Linked DNA regions of Mus musculus: regions 2, 3 and 4 are each linked to region 1. A link is a contact called in public HiChIP or PLAC-seq and promoter capture Hi-C data. All regions are on one chromosome and are shown on one strand. The core of a region is the stretch at or near the end of the contact, and the rest is flanking DNA. Distances in the headings are between cores, read along the strand shown. Region 1 holds the start of Snhg7 (small nucleolar RNA host gene 7). Region 2 holds the start of Qsox2 (quiescin Q6 sulfhydryl oxidase 2). Region 3 holds the start of Rexo4 (REX4, 3'-5' exonuclease). Region 4 holds the start of Gpsm1 (G-protein signalling modulator 1 (AGS3-like, C. elegans)).

What was found. Promoter capture Hi-C pulls out the DNA fragments that hold promoters and counts their contacts. HiChIP or PLAC-seq counts read pairs in DNA pulled down with a chosen protein or histone mark. Capture Hi-C pulls out chosen DNA fragments and counts their contacts.
Region 2: a contact with region 1 is called in a promoter capture Hi-C map of neural stem cells. The contact joins the promoter of Qsox2 here to the promoter of Snhg7 in region 1. A contact is called at or near these places in 3 of 39 promoter capture datasets (liver, neural stem cells and pre-B cells), 1 of 115 datasets of contacts at active chromatin or transcription factors (bone marrow-derived macrophages) and 3 of 9 other capture datasets (adipose tissue, liver and macrophages).
Region 3: an H3K27ac HiChIP or PLAC-seq map of epiblast stem cells shows a contact between it and region 1. The contact joins the promoter of Rexo4 here to the promoter of Snhg7 in region 1. A contact is called at or near these places in 2 of 39 promoter capture datasets (embryonic stem cells and neural stem cells), 1 of 15 datasets of contacts at CTCF or cohesin (embryonic stem cells), 5 of 484 Hi-C or Micro-C datasets (CD8 T cells, bone marrow-derived macrophages, cortical neurons and 2 more), 25 of 115 datasets of contacts at active chromatin or transcription factors (the SCID.adh cell line, T-cell acute lymphoblastic leukemia, astrocytes and 15 more) and 4 of 9 other capture datasets (adipose tissue, embryonic stem cells, liver and 1 more).
Region 4: a promoter capture Hi-C map of liver shows a contact between it and region 1, with 4 times the contacts expected there. The contact joins the promoter of Gpsm1 here to the promoter of Snhg7 in region 1. A contact is called at or near these places in 10 of 39 promoter capture datasets (the 3T3-L1 cell line, the C10 cell line, cranial neural crest and 5 more), 1 of 15 datasets of contacts at CTCF or cohesin (the NIH/3T3 cell line), 6 of 484 Hi-C or Micro-C datasets (B cells, the N1E-115 cell line, double positive thymocytes and 3 more), 5 of 115 datasets of contacts at active chromatin or transcription factors (T-cell acute lymphoblastic leukemia, bone marrow-derived macrophages, double positive thymocytes and 2 more) and 3 of 9 other capture datasets (adipose tissue, embryonic stem cells and liver).

The regions. Positions count from the first base shown.
Region 1 is chr2:26,638,108-26,643,986 of GRCm38.p6, reverse strand. Snhg7 (small nucleolar RNA host gene 7) reads left to right here and starts at 3,743. Exons shown (of 4, transcript NR_024068.2): 1 at 3,743-3,929; 2 at 4,516-4,557. Snora17 (small nucleolar RNA, H/ACA box 17) reads left to right here and starts at 4,666; the gene lies at 4,666-4,797. It overlaps Snhg7os (a long non-coding RNA gene), which reads right to left and starts at 1,866. Exons shown (of 4, transcript XR_003953776.1): 1 at 605-1,866; 2 at 220-290; 3 at 31-138.
Region 2 is chr2:26,235,219-26,241,097 of GRCm38.p6, reverse strand. Qsox2 (quiescin Q6 sulfhydryl oxidase 2) reads left to right here and starts at 3,699. Exons shown (of 12, transcript NM_001302956.1): 1 at 3,699-4,055. The coding sequence starts at 3,746.
Region 3 is chr2:26,961,064-26,966,942 of GRCm38.p6, reverse strand. Rexo4 (REX4, 3'-5' exonuclease) reads left to right here and starts at 2,557. Exons shown (of 8, transcript NM_207234.2): 1 at 2,557-2,891; 2 at 4,220-4,560. The coding sequence starts at 2,625.
Region 4 is chr2:26,312,136-26,318,014 of GRCm38.p6, reverse strand. Gpsm1 (G-protein signalling modulator 1 (AGS3-like, C. elegans)) reads right to left here and starts at 2,482. Exons shown (of 14, transcript NM_153410.5): 1 at 2,295-2,482. The coding sequence starts at 2,362. Gm52505 (a long non-coding RNA gene) reads left to right here. Exons shown (of 2, transcript XR_003953775.1): 2 at 1,589-2,666.

The DNA.
Region 1 (5,879 bases), core at 2,494-4,993:
CCATGCTAAAAGACAAAGAGTGGAGCTCACCCATGAGCAGCAGCAGCTGGTAGTACTGATAGTTCATGTTGCCCCTGAAGTAGGCAATGGCAGACTCCTTCCCAGGCAGGAAATGGATGTAGATGACATGCCTCCACCCTGTGGACAATACCTGTGATGTGAGAAGTCCATCTCCCCCTGGGCCTTTACTGAAATAAGAATTGGAACCCAGATACTCACCTGTGAGGAACATACCAGGGTCCTCTCCCTCATACAGAGGCAGCTTGTACTGAATACAGCCAATGGGTTTCCTAGAACACAGGGTCCAAGTATGGCTCTCCCCAGGGCACCTAGTTCTTCCCCATTCTTATTTCTGGGACCCATGCTGGCCTCTCCTGAAGCAAGCAATCCTGTGCAAGAGATCCTCTCACCCTATTCAGCATGGGCATAGACCACAGCAAGTTAGATCTCTGACCTCATGAAGAGGTCACCTGGTGTGTTGCCCAGGCAACACAGAAAATGCTGCATTCCTCAGTGACTACTAGAGGTGAGGCAGTCTGTGCTTAGTCACACTTAGAACTGTTTGGCAGCAGCAGCAGACATTACCTCCGCAGAGACCACTCACGTCAGGTTCATCCTGAACTCCAACTCATCAAGACTGTTTCTCTCAAAGGTGAAGGGAGGCAGCGGGTCTTTCCATCTCGACTCAGGAATAGGCAAGTCTCCTGCCCAGCACCTTATGTACCCCTTTCCCAAGATCTGCAGTTGGAGGTCACAAGTGCACACAGTTGCAGGGAGAAGGGAATCTGGAAGACGGTGGGTGAGAGGCAGGAGGAGAATGCAGTCAGGTCTCAGTGCAAGATGGAAGGGTCCGGGATGCCGGGATGTCAGGAGGAGTCCTGACCATGGCTGTCTCTCACCAACAGCAGCAGTAGGTAGAACCAAGCAGACAGGGCACAGGCGTCCTAGGAGAAACACTTCCTGGGAAGAGCCCTGACCACAGACCCTGCACAGGCATCCAGAGGGAACTGAGAAAGGTGATCTGGAGGACAGGTTGACCTTTCACTTCAGGGAGCTGAGCCGGAGGACAGGGCAGAATGGACATGGCTGAGGAGGTGACCTGAGAGAACCATGACTGTACCGACTGACCACGGTCTGCTTCACTGTCTACAGTCAAAGTGCTGAGGTGTGGCAAGGAACAGACTTCTCAGTTTCTCCTGAAATCATTAGGAAGTTGGCTCTGTCTCCCAGATACACAACAGTCACAGGGGCCTTACCCAGGATGAAATCTGAAATCAACTCATTGGAAGAATATAAGAAGTGTCTCTGAAGCACACACACACACACACACACACACACACACACACTGAGAGAAAGGAAGGAAGGAAGGAAGGAAGGAAGGAAGGAAGGAAGGAAGGAAGGAAGGAAGGAAGGCAGGCTATTCTTGGGAGTCCAGCTAGAGCCAGGACAGCGTCCATCTAGCAAGCCTCCCCTGTCCCCCAGCAGCCTCTTAGTCTCTAAGTGCACACAGTGAGAAGAAAGACATGACCATGGCCTGGAACACCTGCTCAAGCCCCACTCCCACCTGAGAAGATCCCACCAAGCACGTAAGAGAGGTATTTTTTTCAACATCACCTGTGGCTTCCATCTGCAGGCCTGAGACACACCCAGTCCAAGGTCTGAGCTTGGAAGCCAGTTGCTACCCTCAGTCCTCCCTCCCCAGGGCCATCACCTCCTCAGGACTGGCAGGAGTCAGAGGAGGCATCGTGGCTCGAACCACAGAGAGCAGGCCCAGCCCTGCAGTGAGTGTGAAAAGATGCATGGCCTCAGCTCAGCTCTGTGCTTCTAGCCTAGCAGCTCCTTGTGCTGCTGCTGCTGCCGCCACTGCTGCCACTGCTGCCACTGCCGCTGCCTCTGCCAGTGCCGGTGCCAGTGCTGCTGCTGCTGCCACTGCTGCCACTGCCGCAGCTGCTACCTCTGCTGAAGCTGCTACCTCTGCTGCTGCTCCAACTTTCTGACATGCAGAATTGCTCTGGAAGCAGAATCCTGCCTTCCACTATCCACACCAAAATCATTGTCCACACCCCTCTGTCCAGGAGATTGCAGTTTTGTTTGGATCAATGTGAATAGAGGAGCTAATTTGTGCAATTAACCTCATGACTGCCTCTGGCACTCGTTCTCGCTCTCTGCTTCCTGACTGTAGGGTCTGTGTGGTCAGCTGCCTCCTAGCCCTACTGCCATGCCTGCTGCCTCATGACGGTACTGTATTCCCTTGAACTATAAGCCAAATATTTCTTCCTTCTTTAAGTTGCTTTGGTCAGGGATCGGGACTGTTCATCTCAATTTGCAATTTGATAAGATCTAAAATCACCCATGAGGTGAACCTCTGGGTGTACGGGAGGGCTTATCTTGATTAGGTTAATTGAGATGGAAAGACCAACTCCTTCTGTGTGGCACCATTCTCTGGCCTAGCTCGGATCCTGGAGTATAGAAGGGGTTATCTGAGGACCAGCATTCATCACTCTCTAATCCTTGACCTGCCATGTGGGCCAGTTGCTTCAAGCCTACTGCTGTTACTTCCCTGTCATGCTAAACTGCAACCTCAAACTGCAGCCCAAACACTTTCTGCTTAACCTGCTTCTGTCTTGGTATTTTATCACAGCTACAGAAAAGGAAATTAAGACAGATCACTAAGACAAAAAGTGACTGGTAACAAGTCGTGAGGCTAAGATAAGAGCCCGCTCCTTAGTGAACCAGGTTTGATTTCTAGCATCCACATGACGACTCAAAACCATCTGTAACTCCAGTTTCAAGGCTTTGGGCCACGCATAACAGTTCACCCCTCAAAATCTAGTTGTTAGAAGTTAGGGGCAGGAGGATCAGAAGTTCAACTTATCTTCAACTACATAGCAAGTTTGAAGCCTAGGCTATATGAGACATCGTATCAAAAAACAGGAAGGAGGAAGGGAGAGAGGGAGGTGGGAAGGCAGACAGGCAGGCAATATAAGGGTTCAAGAACTTGGGACTATTAACAAGTGTGGCTGGGCTGGCCCACCAGTAAAAGAAGAGTGCTCAATGGTGTGTCCCCAGGCCCACAATTCACCCCATCACCTGGGAGCCCTCATCAGTTTCAGGACTTAAAAGACAAATCTGTACTTGTGCGGGACACAACACAGCAAGTAGTCAGAGTGTATTATTTGTCTTCCAGCACTGTCCTGAAGCAGAGGACAGCCAACCTTCTAAAAGCTGCTGTGTGCCTCAGATCCACAGACAACCCCACAGGCGGGGCTAGTTAGAAACATCTGGAATCCATGAACTCCCTGGAGCTCCCTCCTGACTCATCCCCAAAGCGTCCTTGTAAAAGAGGAAACAACTGGTCACCTCCTTGCCTCCTAAATTCTGGTTCGTCAGAGCTGGCCTTTCCTCTTTGCGTGGAAGCTTTAGTATCACTAAGAACAGGGAGAGCAAGGCTGCCCCCACCAAAAACGAGGAGTTTCGTAAGAAGGCGCAGGACTTCATGGGTCGTTTGAAAAGTCCTGTGAGCTTGGTAACACTCGAAATAAGTCTCTGAGTTCTGCTTGGAAAGGCAGGATCTAGGATCAAGCAGTACAGAGTCCCATGAGCCTCTAACCGACTGGGCTATGAGAAGCGCCGGCGAGGAGCGAAGGAGCCACTAGAGGGCGCGGCACTCGGAGGACAGTGAAAGTCCCTCGCGGGCTGCCGTAGTCAGTACTATAAAGGACGTGGCGTGGAGATGCTCGGCCTCTCGGCAGCCATGGCGGCTCTATGTTTGTATCGCCATTGTTACCGTTGGGACGCCGCGGATGACCCTATATACCCTTGGCCGGCTACCGGGAAGACTGCGTCTCCTGACGATCGTAACGAAGATGTACCGTGCTTTCCTTCTGAGAGTTTAGTCGCCCTAATATGTGCAGCAGGCTAACCGCGTGGTAAGGGGAAGGGCGTTCACGATGTGCCCGAGGGCCGGGTGGACTGCCCCCAGAAGTCCCGAGAAGGAAAGCCGAGGCTCCTGTCTGGACTAGTACAACGCAGAAGCCCCTGGTTGGGGCTCCAGACCGGTCTCCCTTTCGTAGGGCTAAGGAGCACCAGGGAAAGACTCTGTCTATATTTGCTGCATGCTGAATACCAACTTGAGATAACTCAGATGTGAGACAGTACTCTGTCTAGTGTAATGCCGCTGAGTTGGAGAGAAAGAAAAAGGGGTTTTATTTGTAAAAAGCCTAGCCGGGCGTGGTGGCGCACGCCTTTAATCCCAGCACTCGGGAGGCAGAGACAGGCGGATTTCTGAGTTCGAGGCCAGCCTGGTCTACAAAGTGAGTTCCAGGACAGCCAAGGCTATACAGAGAAACCCTGTCTCGAAAAACCAAACCAAAAAAAAAAAAAAAAAAAAAAGCCTTAGCAAGGACAAGCCATGTGGACCCATTGGAATAGGAATAAAATACAAGTCTAGTGCAGTCCCCCAAAGTGATCCTGATAGGGTGTGTGCAGAATGCTTTCTTCCTTTCCTTTCCCTAGGAAGCTTGCCTGCCAGAAAGAAAGCGCCTGTTGGGCTATTAGGTGAGTTGGGCTATTAGGTGAGTTGGGCTATTAGGTGAGTTGACTCAAAGTTACTAAGATTCGCATTAACAGTCACGGTGTGGCACCCAGCACTTGCTTCATCGACACCCTGCTCCTAGAGGCGTTGCAGGTGTGGCTGCTGTGTCACATGTGCGTCAGTAGGTGGCAGAGAGAAAAGAGGCTATGTCTACGCTCAGTGTTCTGCCCTGTGAACGTCTGAATGATTTGTAGCCTGACAACACTCCTGAAAGCTGGAGGTGGGATTGTCCCTCCTAGTTTTTGACTGGCTTAGGTCATTTGATGGCTCTGCATAAACCAAATAGAGGGGCTGGTGTGTAAAGAGGAAGTTTACAGAGAAATTGATCTGTTGGAAATCATGAAACCAGGTCCTGGGACACAGCGTTGTGGCACATGTTTCTCTTATCCACCAGCTTGGGTCAAGAGACTGTCTCAAAAACAACAGTGGGTGGAAGCAAGGATGTATCTGTCTTAGTCAGGGGTTTTATTGCTATGAAACACCATTACCAAAGAGCAAGTTGGGGAGGAAAGGGGTTATTCCGCACACACTTACACTGCTGCTTGTTGCCAAAGGAAGTCAAGGCGGAGACCATGAAAGGGTGCTGAGTGCTCCGCCTGTACCTGCATGCCATAGGAGGCCATCAGAGCCTGTTCTAGATGGTGGGGAGCTGGGAATTGAACTCAGCCGTCAGTGCTCTTAACCACCGAGCCAGACTCCAACCCCAACCAAGAGGTTGGGTTTCTCTATGGCCTGGGATTAAAGGTGTGTTCCACCACCAGCCCAGAGATGGCACCATTCACAATGGGCTAGGCCTTCCCCACTGTTCACTAATTGAGAAAATGCCTAACAGTTGGATCTCATGGGGGCATTTCCTAATGACTAACTTGTATCAAGTTGGCACAAAACCAGCCATTACAACCTCAAAGCCTCTCTTTGGGGAGATGAGTGGAGCTTATTACCTAATGCTCCAGCTACCTTGATGTGAGATGGCTTTTCAAACTGGGTATCTACTGGTTGCTAGCTGGTACGGGCTGGAGTGGAGCTCAGTGGTGCTCACTTGGCTGCACACAGGCCTGAGTCTCCATCCCTAGCACCATGGGCAAGTGAAACTGATAAGGGGAAAAGACGAAGTGCCTGATGGTAGGTCCATGCAGCACCGAGATTTCAGAATGAGGAAGCATGGTGGAGCATACAGCTAACAGTGACAGGGGGTGTCATAAAGCATAAGGGTAAAGGGACTACTGCTTCGGGCCTCCAGAGGTCTGGGGGTGCGACACTTGTGGAAGGTCTACATTGATTGTTT
Region 2 (5,879 bases), core at 2,450-4,949, 400 kb after region 1:
CCTTGCAGACCCACAGTCTAACTTGCCTCAGGGGCATCCCAGCCTCTTAGCTCCAATGGACCGCTCAGTAAGCTAACACATGGCTCCAGGGATCTGCCAGCTAATAGCCTGCACCAAGTTTCCTGGCCCGCCCAGTGCACAGAAGAGATTTGGCTCAGTCAGGGAAAATGAAGTCTTTTGTGTATATAATCTCAAGACACATTTCTGACCTATGGCTTTCCTATTTCCTGCTCTCTTGTTCTGGAATAAATTAATCTAATTTTTAAAAACTTTTTTTTCCTTTTCTATTCGTTGATAACTCCATTGGATTTGTGGCTGAATGAGAGAAACTATGCATTTTATACACACATATTTGGCATGACAATAAATATCCCCCATTAAAACCTTGCAAAATTGCCTCAAGTTCCACAGCACACCTCCCTTGCCCCCGCCCAGTCTATTTCATGGGGATTGGTGCTGAAATGTGGGCACAGTAGGGCTACACACACAGTATAGCCAGGATTTCCCCCGACCCGCCTTCCCTGGCTACAGAGCAGGTGCAGCATGCGTTAGCCTTGGCACAGTGTCCTTGAAGGGAAGCTGGCGATGGGAAACTAATGAGAATCAGGCCAGGCTGTCTGAAGATGGGCTGCAGCTGCAGGAGCCAAGTTGTAAAATTGCTCTTGTGGGCGGAGAGAAAGTGTATCTGCAGAAAGTGCTGGACACGTTTTATTTGCCCATGTGTTCGAGCAGGGTGCTTTGGCATTCAAACACATTGATCGTAGTAAGGCTTCAGTCCCAGGTCCCTCCCTCCAAGGTCTCAGGCTGTACCTGCCCTGGTTCTGATTCCTCATAACTACTTGGACCAATAAATCTTGACATGAGCCTCGGGAGAAGTTATTATTTTTCATAGAAAATAGTTATTTCTCAGTTAAAGCACACTTTTGATTTTCCTGTGATCTGTCTCTGTCAGTGCTTTGCAAACCAGTCTCTTTAGACCATGCTTTCAGCTTTCCACATGCCAAACTGTCACATGAATTTCCCAAGTCCCTGGGGCCCCATGCTCTCCTGCTCTACCATGACAGCCACTCTCATAAAACATATACAAAGGCCACTGGGGCTCTTACAAATGGTTGGGAACCATAAACTCCCTGGAAAGTGTATTCTCATCTTGCCTGCTGTCTGAGCCCTGCCCCAGGACTGGCTGCATGGGCTGGGACTACAGTGGACTTGTCATCAGTGAGACATAGTTCAGCAGTAGACATAGCTCATGTAGTCCCCAGCAACCTGCAGAGTCTCCTCAACTTTCAAAGATCCCCATCCAGGTAACACCAGATCCTTGACTTTGCCACAGATAAGAATTTCAGGATGGGCCAGATGGTAGTGAAGTCAGAGTTCATTAGGAAGAAAGCAACAAAAACTTCAGCATAGTAGTTAATAGAGAGATGCTTAGGGAAAAAATAAGGCACACCCAATCCTGGGTGTTGACTTCTCAAAGGAGAGTCATATCTAAGTGGCTTTGAAATAGCCATGTATAGGATTTCAGAGGCTATCAGAGTTTTTTGCTCAACAGATATCTAAGGGACTCTCCCTTCCTCTTCCTCTTTTCCCCTTTCCAATAAGTGAGATTATAGGATGGTTCTGAAGCCATCTGGATGGAATTACAATCTGGTAAAATAAAACCTTGGGCCACAAGGAGTTTAAGGAACTACTTTTCCTGTAAATGAGTTCCTTGTGAAATTCCTAGAAACCTGCAGGTTTAGATCGAAAAGACACAAACATGGCTTGCTGCTACTTTAACATCCTTATTTTAAAATGTTGTCTCTGTGTCAGCAAATGTTAACTGCATTGGAATTCTTGACTATCAGCTAGAGACAAGCGTCAGCCAATCTCCAGACTCTCTCATATCCCCTGAAGTTTCCTTATCCATCCTGCCTCAGACTTTCTTGCCTTCTGTGTAGAGTTGGGACCTGAAGATCAAGCTCTCCCATCCCAGGCTGGCCTTGTCCAGATCCTTTCCACATACAAACTGAGGGTCAAGAAGCCAGTCCTGCTGGGCATGGTGGCACACGCCTTTAATCCCAGCACTCAGGAGGCAGAGGCAGGCGGATTTCTGAGTTCGAGGCCAGCCTGGTCTACAGAGTGAGTTCCAGGACAGCCAGGGTTACACAGAGAAACTCTGTCTCAAAATTTAAACAACGACGACGACGACGACGACAAAGAAGAAGAAGAAGAAGAAGAAGAAGAAGAAGAAGAAGAAGAAGAAGAAGAAGAAGAAGAAGAAGCCAGTCCTACTCTCATGACTGCCTCCCCCCACCCTACCCCCAGGCAGTTTCCCTACCAGTCTCTCTGGTCCCTTGTCCTGCTTATTCATCCTCTGGTGACCATTAAAAATCAAATAGCTTCTCTGTATTTGTCTCCCAACCATGTCTCCCTGTTGCAGGATATTTGATCACAATGTAAACCCCAAGACTGTGTTATTTACTGAGAATAAAACCGGTTTCTAGTTGTGGTGTGGCTCAGCCCTTAGCACACACCTTTAATCCATGAGCTTTCTGTTTATTGTAAACAGTATAGATTAGATATAGATATAGATATAGATATAGATATAGATATAGATATAGATAGGCTTTTCAAGACAGGGTTTCTCTGTATAGCCCTGGATGTCCTGGAACTCACTCTGTAGACCAGGCTGGCCTCGAACTCAGAAATCTGCCTGCCTCTGCCTCCCAAGTGGTGGGATTAAAGGTATGCGCCACCACGCCTGGTTTATTGTAAACAATATTAAATAGGTCAAGAGGAAGAACAAGAGACCAGTTGACAGGGAGTGAAGTAGGAAAAACCGTACAGTGAGAGATCAGGTAGACAAACAGGAAGTAGAAGAGATTACATATTCTCTCTAGTGTTTGGAGAAAGCAGAACATTAGCATAGGAAAGTAGACTGAGTGATTGGAGAAGCCAGACATGGTGGTGCACATGTGTAATCCCAGTCCAGGGAGGCAGGAGGACAGATTCAGGCACATAGTGAACTCCATGCCAGCCTTAGAACCCTGTCTAAAAAAGAAGAGTCAGGTCTACCTCTCCTTTCTACCATCTTAGCAGGAAGCCAGCCAACTTTACCAGGTGGTTCTACTGTATCATGTGGGTTATAAAAAGGTCAAGGGATCATCGTGGATGTTTGAAGTTGACAGGTAAAATCATAGGTTGCATGTAAAATCTAGGATTCATGCTACATAAGAAATACAGGCATATAGCAAATATTTTTTCGATCTGTTTTTGTCCTATTAAATCTGCATTTCAGACTGAAAATCTTGGCCTGGTGTTTACTCAACATTCAACATGGCACGGGCTATTTCCCCTTGCTAAATCTGGCTACTTAGGCCCAGGACTTTCACTAGGTGAAAATTGCTTGCGGGTTTTAAGATTTTTAAGAGTTTTTTTTAATTGGGATAGGGCCAATGACCAGAGGCAGGGGCGGGGCCAGGAGCACAGGGGCGGAGCAGACTTAAGGAATGAGGCGGGGCCTACATTCTGGGGCGGGAACAATGTTCGGGGGCGGAGCAAAAAAGCGAGCTGTGCGGGACCTGGAATGACCAGTGCTGGGGAGGGGGGTCAAATTACGAGGGCGGGGCGAGAACGAAGAGTAGTGCCTGGGAAGATTAGCGGATTCGGGGGCGGGGCTAGTGCCTAGGGCGGGACCGGCGCGCGCAAGCACGTGACGCCGGTTGCCAGGGTGAAAGGTCAACGCGCCGGCGGCACTCCCAACATGGCTGCCGCCCGGGCTGTGGCGCGGGATCCAGGAGCTTATGCGCGGCAGCCACCGTCTCTTCGAGCCGCGCGGCTGCCGCGGCTGCTCTTCCTGCTGGCGGTGGTGGCGGCAGTGGGGCCCCGGGAGGGCGGCGGGGCGCGGCTCTACCGCGAGGGCTCAGACGCCGTGTGGTTGCTGGACAGCGGCAGCGTGCGGTCGGCCACGGGCAACAGCTCAGCCGCGTGGCTGGTGCAGTTCCACTCGTCGTGGTGCGGCCACTGCATCGGCTACGCACCCACCTGGCGAGCGCTGGCGGCGGACGTGCGAGGTGAGGGCCCCGCGCGCCGGTGGACGTTCCTCCGACGCAACAGCTACGTGGGCGAAGCCCCACAGATGGGGCCGATGGCTTTCCTGAGGTCGCCAGCTCAGAACACCGACTTCAACATGTCCCCAACCACTTATCCTAGCCACTACCCGATCAGTTTGACTTTCCCCATACCCAGCAATTGCATTTCAGAGGCTACCCTCTCCACTCAGGAAGGTCCCCATTCCTGTCAAACCTCAGCCTCGTTTGCTAGGTAGCCGACCATATGGTGGGCATTGGGCTGAGAAACTTAGATACCCACTCTGGGGACTGCTCTGCAACAGCAGAAAGTTTACAAAGCGTCTTCTTGCTGGGCTTCTGGGTCACTAGCCATAGCTTTCAGGAAATCTTCCCATATATGTTTAGTTACTCACCTTTGTAGAACTCAGACCCCTTGGAGCAGCTCCTGTAAATGGAATTTAAGTGGCCTTCCCAGCACTGGCTTACATTTGGCTTCACTGGCTTACAACTGTTGAACTAACCTCTAATTACAGATCTCTCAGGGCAAGACAACAAATTGTTACTCTTTTTCCTGCACCTTTGGTTTTAGGTCTGATGTTGAACACTGCTGTGTTCTTCTTAAACAGATTTGCAAAGAAGCCCTTTTTCCAAGTACGCAATTGCAGATGACTATTTTAAAATGTTTACCCTCTCTTTCCTCATTGTTGGGGCACTTTGACTTATATTTTTTTATTTTTTTGAGACAGTTTCATGACGTTGTCCAGGCTGGCCTTGAATCCATTGACCTCTGCTTTGGTCCTTATGTAGAATCTAATGACATTGTTCTCTTGGGTCGTAAGTTTTCTTTTTCTTTCTTCTTAATACTTAATTTGTTTTGAATTACATGGGCGTGGGTGTGTGCAGGTGAGTGCAGTTTCCCTTGGAAGGCAGAGGTTTTGGATTCCCTGCAGCTGGAATCAGAGGTGGAGGGAGCTGGGAATGACACTCCAGACTGAAAGAGCAGTGTGTGGGGTTTTCTTTGTTTGCCTCTTTATTTATAGTTTTTCAAGCCAGGGATTCTCTGTGTAGTCTTGGCTGTCCTAGAACTCACTCTATAGACCAGGTTGGCCTTGAACTCAGAAAGATCCGCTTGCTTCTGCCTTCTGAGGGCTGGTATTAAAGGCGAGCACCCACAACACCCTGATGCAGTCTGTGCTTTTAAACTTTGAGCCATCTCAGTTTCCTTAAGTCCTTGACAAGCACTAGCCAAAAGTGAGACAAGACAGTGAAAAGACAGTTTATACACTGGTTTTTTGTGGGGGTTTTATTTTTATTTTTTGCCACTCAATAGAGGAGAGGATTTTCCATTTCTTAATGCTTGTTGGTGGACCTGCAGGTGACCCTGGCAAGACTTGTTGGCAGCTTTTTTGCTTATATCAGTTCTGGCTTTCAATCTGGTAGCTAACTTGTACAAGCCACATCACGTGTTATAAGCTGGCTCTTCTATTAACCAAACCAACAGAGAGTGCTGCAGTTGTCCCCGGAATTTGAAAGGAAGAACAGTTCCAAAAGTGCCACAGTAAAAATGCACAGCTAATGCTGTGGTTGGCTTAGTGAACTGCAGTTGTCTTTAAAGAGTGACTGGTGCCTAGAAGATGGGGCAAGGTGTGGTGAAAGTGAAAGCTGACTGGCAGGGGCAGGTGAGGGCCTGAAGAGGGGTGCAGGATGTTGAGGGCAGAACTGCCTGAGTCAGGATGTCAGAGGCTCCTGAAGCAAGTCACCTGAGGACTTGGTAGGTGCTAACCCTAGTGTTATCAGTCCCAGCCTAGGCTGCTGGGTGGATCCTAA
Region 3 (5,879 bases), core at 1,308-3,807, 320 kb before region 1:
AGGGCCTATAAAAACTGGGAACTCTTTCCCCTCGAGGTCGACTCCTCTACCCCTGCGTGGGATATGAGTCGTCCCCAGAGCTCTGGCTTTCCCTGAATAAAGCCTCATGTGGTTTGCAACAAGCTCGGTCTGTCGTGAGTTCTTGTCTATTGTCCTGAGGCCTGAGCTCCTTTTGGAGTCTTTCAATAGCACCAACAGAAAAATGAAAATAAATAAATCTGTGATAGCCAGAAGCTGGAAACAACCTTGATGTCCCATGACAGAAGATTCTAGACCTCAAACTACTACAGAAAACTAAGCAAATGCTAAATTTGCAATTTACAAAATTTCATTTCTCTCCTAGTCATTGAACTCATCTGGATTCCCTGGGTCTCTAACTTAAGAGGGAGAGGGGTGCCAAGGGTGTTTGGCACATACCCCACCAGCATCATGACTACCACTAAAGGGACTCTGGCCAACTTGAGATGGTGAGCCTGGTTCTGGCAGGCCTTGCCCTTTCCCCATTCCCTCTGCCTTGCTAAAAACCATCAGATTACATTCCTAAGGCTAGCCACCAAGGTGCATTCCCTTATCTGGTCTCTTCTTCCTTTTGAGGCTGACTACCAAAGTCCAGCTATAAAAGCACTGAGGTCTAGCAAGGAAAAGCCCCCTTTGACTCACATAATTAACATGTCCAATTAAAAATTAAACACCGGCCGGGCGGTGGTGGCGCACGCCTTTAATCCCAGCACTCGGGAGGCAGACGCAGGCAGATTTCTGAGTTCAAGGCCAGCCTGGTCTACAGAGTGAGTTCCAGGACAGCCAGGGCTACACAGAGAAACCCTGTCTCGAAAAACAAACAAACAAACAAACAAACAAACAAATTAAACACCTCGTCCTTTATATCTTCATAAACTGCCAATTTCCTAGTGCCATTCCTGTTTCATCAGTAGGCAGAGGTACCACCCCCCAGGGCAAATAGCCTCCTCCCTCTACTTTGTTTTCTCTCTCTCTCTCTCTCTCTCTCTCTCTCTCTCTCTCTCTCTCTCTCTCTCATATCTATGTCTCTTATTTCCTACCCTCTGGGGCAAATAAATCTCTTTTTGTAAGGGTCCCCCAAAACTGGCACCCTGGACTCAAATAGTATGTAACCGCAAAGAGTGTTTTATTCTGCAGAAGTCCAGCATGCTGGGGTCTCCCATTGCTAAGATAGAGAGACCATCAAGTGAGCTTGAAGGCTCGATTTAAAGCGCACTGGATTTCTGGGGTAGATGGGCTTTATCTTATTCTATCTCTAGGCATTCCAGAACCATTATCTGAGTGAGTGCTGTTGTGATCATAAAAAGAGAAAGAGCTACTAAGATCTGTTCTGGCAGGGTGTGGGGGAAGGGTGTGCCTCAGTGGGCCCATGCCTCAGCATCCCTTCCCCCTGAGAGAGCAGCCACATGACGGTATAGTATAGAATAGAGTTTATTCGGGGCATGGGGAGGGGAGTTAAGAGGGTAGTAGAGACAAAGGCAGAGAGGGGAGGGGGAGGGGGAGGGGGAGGGGGAGGGGGAGGGGGAGGAGAGGATTGGAGGCTGGCCATGAGCATATGGAGAGAGGGGGTAAGGGAATGGGGAAAGGGGGGAACAAGGGGCCAAGAGGCAAAAGCGTGAGAGAGAAAGAGAGAGGGATGAGGGGGCAAGCAGCCCCTTTTATAGGGTCAGTCCTACCTAGCTGCTACCAGGTAACTGTGTGGAGGAGCATATCTGGCTGTTGCCAGGTTTCGGTGGGGGTGGAGTCCAGACAGAATACCAACAGGTGCGAAGGCTAGAGCCTGGATTTTTTTTTTTTTTTTCTACTAGTAATCGAGTTGCTTGGACTTGCCCATACCTTAGGCCTAGTCTCTTTAACTGCCAATTTGAAGTGTGTTGCGGAATCTGCCTAGCCTTCTCTGTGCTCAGAACTTGGTCTTGGGGGGTGCCGGGGAGGGGGTGTCCTGATTGGATATTTTTCCTAACAGCCACCACCAAGTCTCCCAAACCTTCTTACGTGGTCTGTTGGCTTTGCTGCTTATCTCTAGTCAGAGAAACCCGAGGGCAAACGATTCAACTGTGACCGCCCCATCTGTATTGCACTATCAGGATCAAGAATAGATTGCTGGTCATTAACACTGCGATTAAGAATGTATATGTATACGTATATAGTCACAATTAAATTTTGCTTTATCATTAATATCGGACACTGCTGGCGTGCCTTTGCAGTCAGTAAACCAGAGACGTGGGGAAGGCTTCGGTATTCGCAGTGTGTGGTTGTGCATAGGGCAACCTACACAAGACCCGCCTCCGCCTCTTCCGTACCCCCGTGAGTGCCACACCGAGAGTAGTCCCCCAGCCTTTTCCGGTGTCCCAGAGTCTCCTCATTTGCGGCCTTCCGGGACACCAGATCTTTGTGAAGGTCTGGGCTCCCTTCCGTCAAACTCTGGGTATCCAACCGCAGCGCTGCTAGCCAGGGCTGTCAGCCCCCAGTGCTAACTAGCGGGCTAGTCGCAGAGTCCGCATACGTGCGGAACCAAAGATGCAGTCTCGGTTTCTAGCAGGTCGCGAAGAGAACAGCAACCCGGGTTCCCGCATGCGCAGTGGAGCACGCTTGCACCCTGGGAAATGTGTGCTTGCGCGGTTGCTGGAGTCGCGGTCTCTTCCCTGGTGGTTCCGACTGCGGAGAGCGGGGAGATGAAGACGAAGGCCACCGCGCCGGTGCCCCAACCTGGGCCTATCAGGAAGCTCGCTAGGAAGAAAGCCAAGAAGAAGTTCAGGAAGAGCAAAGCTCTGGCAGGAAGTGGGGTTCCGGGAAGCCACCCGGCGGCTGTGGCAGGCCGACCGCCGAAGGCCCCCGAGAACTTTTCTCAAAATTGGAAGGCGTTGCAAGAGGTGAGACCGGCGACAGGCCACCTTCATCCCGAACTTTCTGTCAGGTAGCCACAGACTCCGAAGGAGGAAGGGATGTTGCCCTCTGCTTCATTCAAATTCTTTTTCTCAATTATGAATCACTTATCTAGGTTGCCACCCTGGCAACGTCTTAAACTATGTCCCAGAACTCTGGCCCAGTGGTTCTGGAACTATTGTAGCTCAGGGTATACCCACACTAGTGGTTGTCCTCCTACATTAGGTAGCCTCCCTAGTCCTGAGCCTCTATACCTACCCCCATTCATAAATTCTTCCATACTAGTTAGATGCTTTTTTTTGTTGTTTTTGTTTTTTCGAGACAGGGTTTCTCTGTGTAGCCCTGGCCGTCCTGGAACTCACTCTGTAGACCAGGCTGGCCTCGAACTCAGAAATCTGCCTGCCTCTGCCTCCCGAGTGCTGGGATTAAAGGCGTGCGCCACCACGCCCAGCTTAGTTAGATGCTTTTACTGCCCTTGTTTCTTAGACGGGGAAATTGTGACACATAACTTACAGGGTTTGAGTTGAAAGTAGGTCACATACGGTGTAAACAGCAGAACTGGGGTGCTGAATATGCCTTCACTGTCGACTTCTAGGGAGTCTTGAGGAGTGTATGTCATGGAGCCTCAGTAAGAAAGACAATAAGGAATTTCTTGGCCTCCATAACAACACTCCACCTTGTTCCTTAGTGTGGATCTTCCAACAGGACACCCAGGAGCAGCCAAACCCTGTGGACAGTCAGGGCTGTGTATGCTGGTTCTTGTTCTTTCTCCCAAGAAAGTAAAGTGTGCAGGGAGGACATGTTTACTAAAGGAAACTTGGATTTGGCTCTGGTTTCTACAAGAATCTAAATCCTTCAGGCCTTTTAAGTATTAGGGGAGTGAATAAGTAGAAACTCACTGCAACATCTCTCAGCTGGTTGCCATCTTGTTGTGGTCTTAACTGGAGATTTGAACACAAGGAAGAAATTGGTCTCCTGGACCTCTCCTCTACATGGATCAGCCCTATCTGGTTTCACAGGACTTCTTTCTTTCCATTGAACTCCCTTCCTCCAGGTCTTCCTTAGATTCTGAGCTGTAGCCGCCTCCAGAGATAACGGAAGTGATCACTGTGTCCCACAGTGTTGACCATGGAAGTCACTAAGTGAAACTCCAAATAAAGAAGTGAAAAGCACCATTAGTGGTGATGGGAAGTGCATGGATGATAGAATAGATGTACACACAAGTTTCTTGAACCTGTGGTATGTCAGTTCAAAATTAAATGTGGCTTTTAACAAAATAATAAATGTGGCTTATATTTAATTTTGATTCCATTAGCTACTGAAACAAAAGTCACAGGCCGCAGAAAAACCTCTTGTCTCTCAGATGGATGACAAAATGCACCCCCAAATAATCCAGCAGAACAGAAAAAAGGCCTCAGATAAATCAAAGGGAGACAAGCAGAGGACAGAAAAGGCCAAGAGCACTAGGGGTTCTGTTACATCTGCACCTACGGACAGGAAGATACTAGTACCTCCCACAGATACCTCTGGAACAGAGCAGAAGAAAGGAGCCAAGAAGAGGACATATAGTGACATCTCTTCTCATCAAGGGGCTCTCAAGCCTAAGTGGAAAGCTACGGAGGCAGCTGTTATCTTGAATCAGCCCACGCCCACTGAGTAAGTATCAACTCTGCTGTGGTGCCTGGAACATCCACAGAAACAGGTGATCCACTGTCTTCACCACCACCGTTCGGCCCTGGTACAGTCTTCTACCCAACCCTGTGATATTTGTTTGTTCGTCCCTTGTTTCTCCTAGAGTGTGGGCTGCTAAAGGCAGACCCTATTATACAGATAATACTGTGTCTTTGGGCCCCAGTGTAGAGCTTGGCACAAGGTAAGAGCCAACAAAAACTTTTTCATAGTGTGTGCTGGACCCAGAAGGACTCCTGTGAAACCCAGTCCTGCCTTTTTGCCAATTGATGGCTTTCTTGCATCCTTTTATCCTCAGTGTGGTCATCTGTACAGTTAGGGGGACTGAAGTGCACTATGTGTTGCTTAGTGTCTTTTGCCTGCTTAATGAGCACTGTGATAACACCTAGCCTGGATGGGATATGCTTATAAGGCAGGTTGGCTTCCTGCTGCCTAGGATTTTCCTGCCTTCCCTTAAACCTAAAGAAAACCTTGGTCTGGGATTATACAGTGGAGGGTGCGGGCAAAGGGGAAGGAGAACATTTCTTTGGGAACTGGTATGGGAAGTGTGTTTATGAGAGTTGTGTCAGATCAAGCTAAGTGAGCCCATGACAGGCTACAAGATTCAGCTGCTGAAGGGTAAAGGGACGTGAGTTTAACTGCTTCTGCTGAGTTATATAAGCAGGCTGGATTGGAGAGACTACAAGGCCCCTCCCTCCTAAGGCTGATATAAGCAGGAAAGACACACAGGCATTTTACTTTAGCATTTGTGTGTGTGGCAGGAGGTGTCAGGGTATCCTAGTGAAGAAAGCAAATGAGCAGGAAGCATGCGGCCCATCAGTTGAACCTTTTGAGTAAAGATACTGAATGTCTGGAATTCACCAGATAGCCATGAAGCACCCAGTATCAACTCTCTCATGCTTCCAAAGTGTGCACAGGGTACAAGGCACAGGTCCCTGTCTTTTTTTAAATTTTTAAATTTTTTTTGGTTTTCGAGACAGGGTTTCTCTGTGTAGCCTTGGCTGTCCTGGAACTCACTTTGTAGACCAGGCTGGCCTCGAACTCAGAAATCCGCCTGCCTCTGCCTCCCTAGTGCTGGAATTAAAGGCGTGTGCCTGGCTCACAGGTCCCTTTCTGCCATGCACTCCTCTGCTTGTGTTTCTTGACCAGTAGCAAACCTATTGTGTAATTGGAAAATGCCTGGTCATTATACTGAAGTAGGTTACATGCTTCTGTTTCACATTCTGTTTTATCTGTAGTTCTCCTAAGTCTTGGATAATAGATATATTTGCAAATTAAAAGAACAG
Region 4 (5,879 bases), core at 1,233-3,732, 320 kb after region 1:
AGAGCAGACACCTGGGACTGATCCCTGGCCCAAAGCTTGAGAGACCCTTGCTCACAGCTCCGCACTGCCCAGCATCTCACAGAAGGAAGTTACGCTGACTTTCCCTCAGCAGCCAGGGAAGGGGTGAGAGGGAGTAAGGGGCAGTAGAAGCTGCGAAGGGAAGAGATATCTTAGCTTCAGGAAAGGACCTAAAGGTCAGGGTTGCAGGGCTACCTGGGGAATTGTGCTGTCTGGGACAGCGCTGAGGAGAGAACACAGAAAGAGATACTAAAGTAGGGGACCAGCATTGTATGGCCATGTGGCCACAGAGGCCTTGCCATGCCCGGGCACCAGTAGCCCCTACCCTAGGTGCACCTTTTGTAAGGCCACTCCAATGTGGGCTCCCCTGCTAACCCTCCCTTCCCAGCTTCACTCAAGCCTTAGCCTCTTCCTCGTGGGGCTGGGAGTCCAGAAGAGGACATATAAGGACTTCCTGGCTACTTGTCTCTGGGACCCTCTAGCCCAACCCCCTGTTCTGGCCTCAGTGCCAGTGTACCAGAGATTCTCAACAGAGACCCTCTCCATTCTGCCCCACCCCTCTCAGTGTTCCTGCCTCCCTGAGCCAGCCCCTCGCTACACTCCATGAGGAGCTGGCCATTCAGGGACATTATCTGTGGCTCTTCTCAGCTCTTCAGCCCCATTTTATAAGTATCAAACCCTCTCAGTCAGATACCAGTAAGAATGGGGATGCTCGTGGGACAGTGGATGATTCAGAGAGTGTCTCCCACCAAGACATCCCATATCAGCCCAGGGAAGCCTGGCTGTGACACAACAGGTGGAGGCCAAACAGCTCACGGGCCTCCTGGAAGGCTCAGTGGGAAGGCTCTTGGCTGCACAGCTTAAATCTGGTCCCAGCTCAACCCTCTGAGCTCAGCTTGGGTTTCAGCTTGGAGGGATGCCAAGCTGAGCACAGGGCCTCAACCAGTATCCTGAATACTGTTCCTAACCAGTGAGAGCTACACAGGGGCTAGGGTTCTACCTAGTGAGTCACCTCAAGGGGGAACTGGGAGCAACTGACACAGCTTTGAGACCTGTGCTCTGAATGTCCACCTCCCTCTCTTACATGCGAGCACTCGCACACACATACATACACACACGCACACGCACATGCACACACACGTTGCAGTCTGCCTAGTAGACACCTCCTTCTCACAGGGGTGGCTGGCCCTGAGTTAAATGTGACCCCACAGAGCCTCTGCTCCCAGGGGACTCCAAGAAGCTGCTAGCAAACCTCTTACCCTTGCACTAGAACTTGGAGGAGGGTGTGGGGCTCAGGCATGATCTTCAACACCACACAATGGGGACACTGTCTCTGAGCTGCAGCATTAGAACACTGTATTAGAACGGGACGGCAAGGATCTGTTCGCCAGGCACCAAGCCCTCATTTTGCTCTTTGGGGGTACTAGGCAGAGCTTGGCTAGCTGATGAACCACCCCACTTGAGTAGATTTCTTCAGGGTTGACCCCTAACAGGGAGACCCCAGATATGGGGAAGGGCTAGACGAGGTGGGGGCCAGAAGCTAACTGAAGGATGCTGGGCCTTCCTTTAGGTCTGATGACAGCCCCTGCCCAGAACTCAGGCCGGTCCAGCTCAACCTGAAGCCAGAGTGAACTGACAGCTCTGGTCCACTTCTGGGATCAGCATCTCACCGGAGAACACCCTCATCCATCAAAAGGGAGTCACCAGGGAGGCATGGAGCCAGGGGCAGGACTATCCTGTCATTCCCAGTGGGCGGGCACACAGCACAGACCGCTCGATCACCTGTGAACCTGCCTGGAAGGCAAATGCCTTTGTAGGGAAGCACACACCCACTTGCCTGGCTCAGGCCCAGCTCCTTCTGGCCTAGGGCTGGGGATAGCTAGTGAAGGCAGGGCCCCATCATGACAGCCTGGGTCGTGGCCATGCTACACCAACACCGGGTCACGGCAGTGTCAGGCTTGAGAAGAGAACTCCAGATAACGAAGACTGGCATCCATGCTACTCAGGGTCCCGCAGAGCCGGGTGGTGGAGTGCCCGCCCCGTAAGCCCTTTTGGCATCAGGACAGGGTTGCAGGCAGAACCCAGTCCCAACCCCTCTACCGCGAAACTGATCTTTGGGCCCTGGGCCCCGCGCCCCCACCGCTCCCTACGCAGATCCAGGGAGGCGCGTCCCCGGCCACGTTGCGCGTCGCCGCAGCAGCCTTTGTTCTGGGCCGGCAGCCTCCCGCCCGCGTCTGCCGCTCAGGTCCCCGTTCCCATCCCGGTCCTTGAACTACCTGGAGTAGAGGCGCCTGGAGGCCGGGCCCGGGAGCTCCTCGGCCACGGGCGGGGCCGGGCTCGCCATGAGTCGGGGACGCGCCGAGCAGGAGCACCGCCCCGCTCTGCGGCCGTCCGCCTGCCGATCTGCCCGCCTGTCCGCGCGTCCGTCCGCCTGTCCGCGCGTCCGCGGGAGACGCCGAGGAAGTGATGTGCTGGGGTGCCGCCGCCCCTCCCGCCAGAGCTGTGATGTCACCGCCGCCAGGCGGAGGGAGGGTGGGGAGGGGCAGGCGCCCACCGGCCACCACTGCGGCGGTCCCGCCTACCGTGGGGTGGGCGGGGCTCTGTCTTTGAGGTCCAGTGCAAGGAGAGTCCTGCTCTAGTGTGGACAATGCTGTGTTTCCTTTTCTTTGGGGGGGAAGCCCTGCTAAGCCTGGAGTTTAGTGCTTTTTCTTACACACACACACACACACACACACACACACACACACACACACACACACGAGAGTTTGCTGTCACACACACATCCTGTTCCTTTCCTGTCACCTCTTGTGGGGTACAGGCCATGCAGATGCTCCTGGGGCTAAGGAGAAAACAGGTCTTCCTAGATGGAGTCAGGGTGGGAGGATGCTGTCCAGCCCTAGGCAAGTCTCTACCTTCCTAGGGCTTTCACCACCAGATTTCATGTTGAATTTCATCTGTGAAATGCAAGCGTTTGGAAAACATACTGGAAGAACACCAGGAGCCCACGTGGGAGGCTGGCCGTTGCTCATTCATCTGCCTACCCTCCTCTGAGTTCTCCCAGGACCCTGAGGATCTGAACCTCGGAGTGATCTTTCTTCATCCAACTTGAGTAGCCTTGGAGCCTTCACCTCAGCCAACCCCCAGCCAGCCACAGGGCACCATCTGGACAGCCAGTTCCATTGGGACTCACCCAGGTCTCTGCTCTTCTCTCCAGGCCACTCTAAATCTTCTTGAAAACGTAGCTGTGACCCTCAGTGGAACAGGAACATGTCAGGGTGCAGACTATGGCAGTGTCCTTGGCAGTTTTTCTGCACCCCTGGACCCTGGTCTGAAGAGGGACACCATGCCAAGGTCACCCCAGACAGACCCTGCAGACGCAGCCCACAGTACAGTGGCTTCAGGCGGAGAAAAATGGCAACAAAAACAAACACAAGATAAAACTGGGCTGTTGGCCCTGAGCTAGTTTGTTTTCCTAGGAAGGAGCAGGAGCGAGCAATGAGAACCATCTGTGCCTGGGGCGAGGCGCAAGCTTGCTGCTGTCCCCACACCTCCCCCTAAGACCACAGGAGCCAGGGCTTGCTCTCTCTTGGCTAAGGCAGAGTGTGTGTTATGGCTGGCCAGGCACCACCCACGTTTGCTGAAGTCTCGGGCCTGGTCCCTAGCAGACCCTGGCTCTGGAATGCAGGCGCTTCCTGGTTGCCTTCAAAGGATACAACATACACATGGAGGCTGCTATGACCCACTTGGTGTCAGACTGGGCTTAGATTCCCAGGCCTTGGTTTTAGGAGGCCCTTAGAGACATACTGCAGCAATACAAGCCCCTGCGGGCCCCCAGCTTTGCCAAGGACCAAACCAATGAGCCCCATATGTGATGTTACAGGGTTCTGTTGTTAGGCCCACAACATTCTACTGGGGACAAATTTGCTTCTTCCTTGAGTCAGGAAGAGGGCCACAGGTTGCGAGTCAGCTCTGAAGCAAGCTGTCTGAGGATTCAGTTTCTGTGTTAGAAAGACATGAACTGCCGGGCATGGTGGTGCACGCCTTTAATCCCAGCACTTGGGAGGCAGAGGCAGGCAGATTTCTGAGTTCAAGGCCAGCCTTGTCTACAAAGTGAGTTCCAGGACAGCCAGGGCTATACAGAGAAACTCTGTCTTGAAAAACCAAAAAAAAAAAAAAAAGACACGAACTTCAAAACTATCTCTGTCCCTACTGCTTTCTCCAAGCTTCTGTTCTGTCACCCACAAAGGGTCTATGAGGATGAGGCCTGTGTCGTGCTTATGGTTCCTGGCATACAATGAGTACCTCTGGCATCAGAGGACTATTACAATTGTATTTGATCCTGGGGAACCCTACAGTCACTCCTGGCACACACTCTACCACACAGCCAGGGTAGCTTCTGCCATCACAGGCCTCTTTAGGTGGAATGTAGTAAGAGTAGGCATGGAGAAGCAGGCCCAACATTGGGGACACTTGTGGGAAAGGGCAAGATGGGCCTAGAAGAAGAGGGACCCTTGGGATATCAACCCACATCTCTGTGGGCCTCCTGCTAGCTCTGAACACACACACACACACACACACACACACACACACACATATGAACACACAGACACACACACAGAAGGAGAGGGAGAGGGAGAAGGGAGGGGCAGAGAGAGAGAGACTCGGTTCAGCCTTCGAAGGAGCTCCCCCCCCTCCCGCCCCCCGTGTATACAGCGAGGACCTGGTTATCCTCTACCTATAAAGTCTCTGCAGCAGCTGAATGGTGGTTTTCTCCCTATGGAACATTTGAGAGAAGAAGATTCTTTTCCATGTGGGAATAACCCCTAGCTATGTTACTGATACTGGGGAAGAGTGGAAGACAGGTGACTTCATCACCGCCCCATGTCAGGTGAGTGAGGGCCAAGGAGTTCATGTCAGCTCCAGTCATCTTCACACCACATTACCAGGTGACTTCCTGCAGTCACCGACTTGTGCCTGCTGTGGTCACTTGATGGTCTGTGGCATGCACAAGGTGGCAGTAGTGACTCATTCCAGGTCATCTCCCTGGGTGTGGGAACACAAGGCAAAAGTTTCACAGGCCTAAACTTCACCTTGCCCTGGACCTATAACCCTGGGTCAGGAGTGGATTAGAATACCCCTGTGATGGGTGTCTAGACCCTGCCTTCTACCTGATGCCTCCTAGGGCTCCTCTCCCAGTAGAGCTGATTCTGTCTGGCTTTGGGGGTGGGGGTGGCTATAAACATCCTAAAGACCGTTGTCTATGGTGTCAATCCACACCTGAGGACAAGGGCACCTGGCTAGCCTGTCCCTGTGCCAAGAATTCCAAACTGTTGTGAAAGAGAGACAGGAAGACAGACAGGAAAGAGAGGGGAGGGGATAGAGCCAGATAGACCTGTAAGGAACTGTACTCAGTTTTACCCTGGTCTCTTAAATAAGTTCACTGGTTTGAAGAAAGACTTGCTTCTGTTTCTTCTTCTCCTTCTTTTGTTTGTTTTGGTTTTTTTGTTTTGTTTTGTTTTTTTGTCTTTTTTGTTTTTGTTGTTTTTTTGAGACAGGGTTTCTCTGTGCAGCCCTGGCTGTCCTGGAATTCACTCTGTAGACCAGGCTGGCCTTGAACTCAGAAATCTGGCTGCCTCTGCCTCCCAAGTGCTGGGATTAAAGGTGTGTGCCATCACTGCCCAGCAACTTGCTTCTTAAATGTAGGCGTGAGCTCCTTTCTGCTGTCCTGATCAAACACACCCTCCTGTGACAGAATCATCCACTGCTGTTCCCTTGGGAGCTTCAAAACATTGGTGAATATAGTAGCAAGTAGATAGATGGATCTATGTCACATCCCCATAGGAGCCAAGATGGAAACAGTC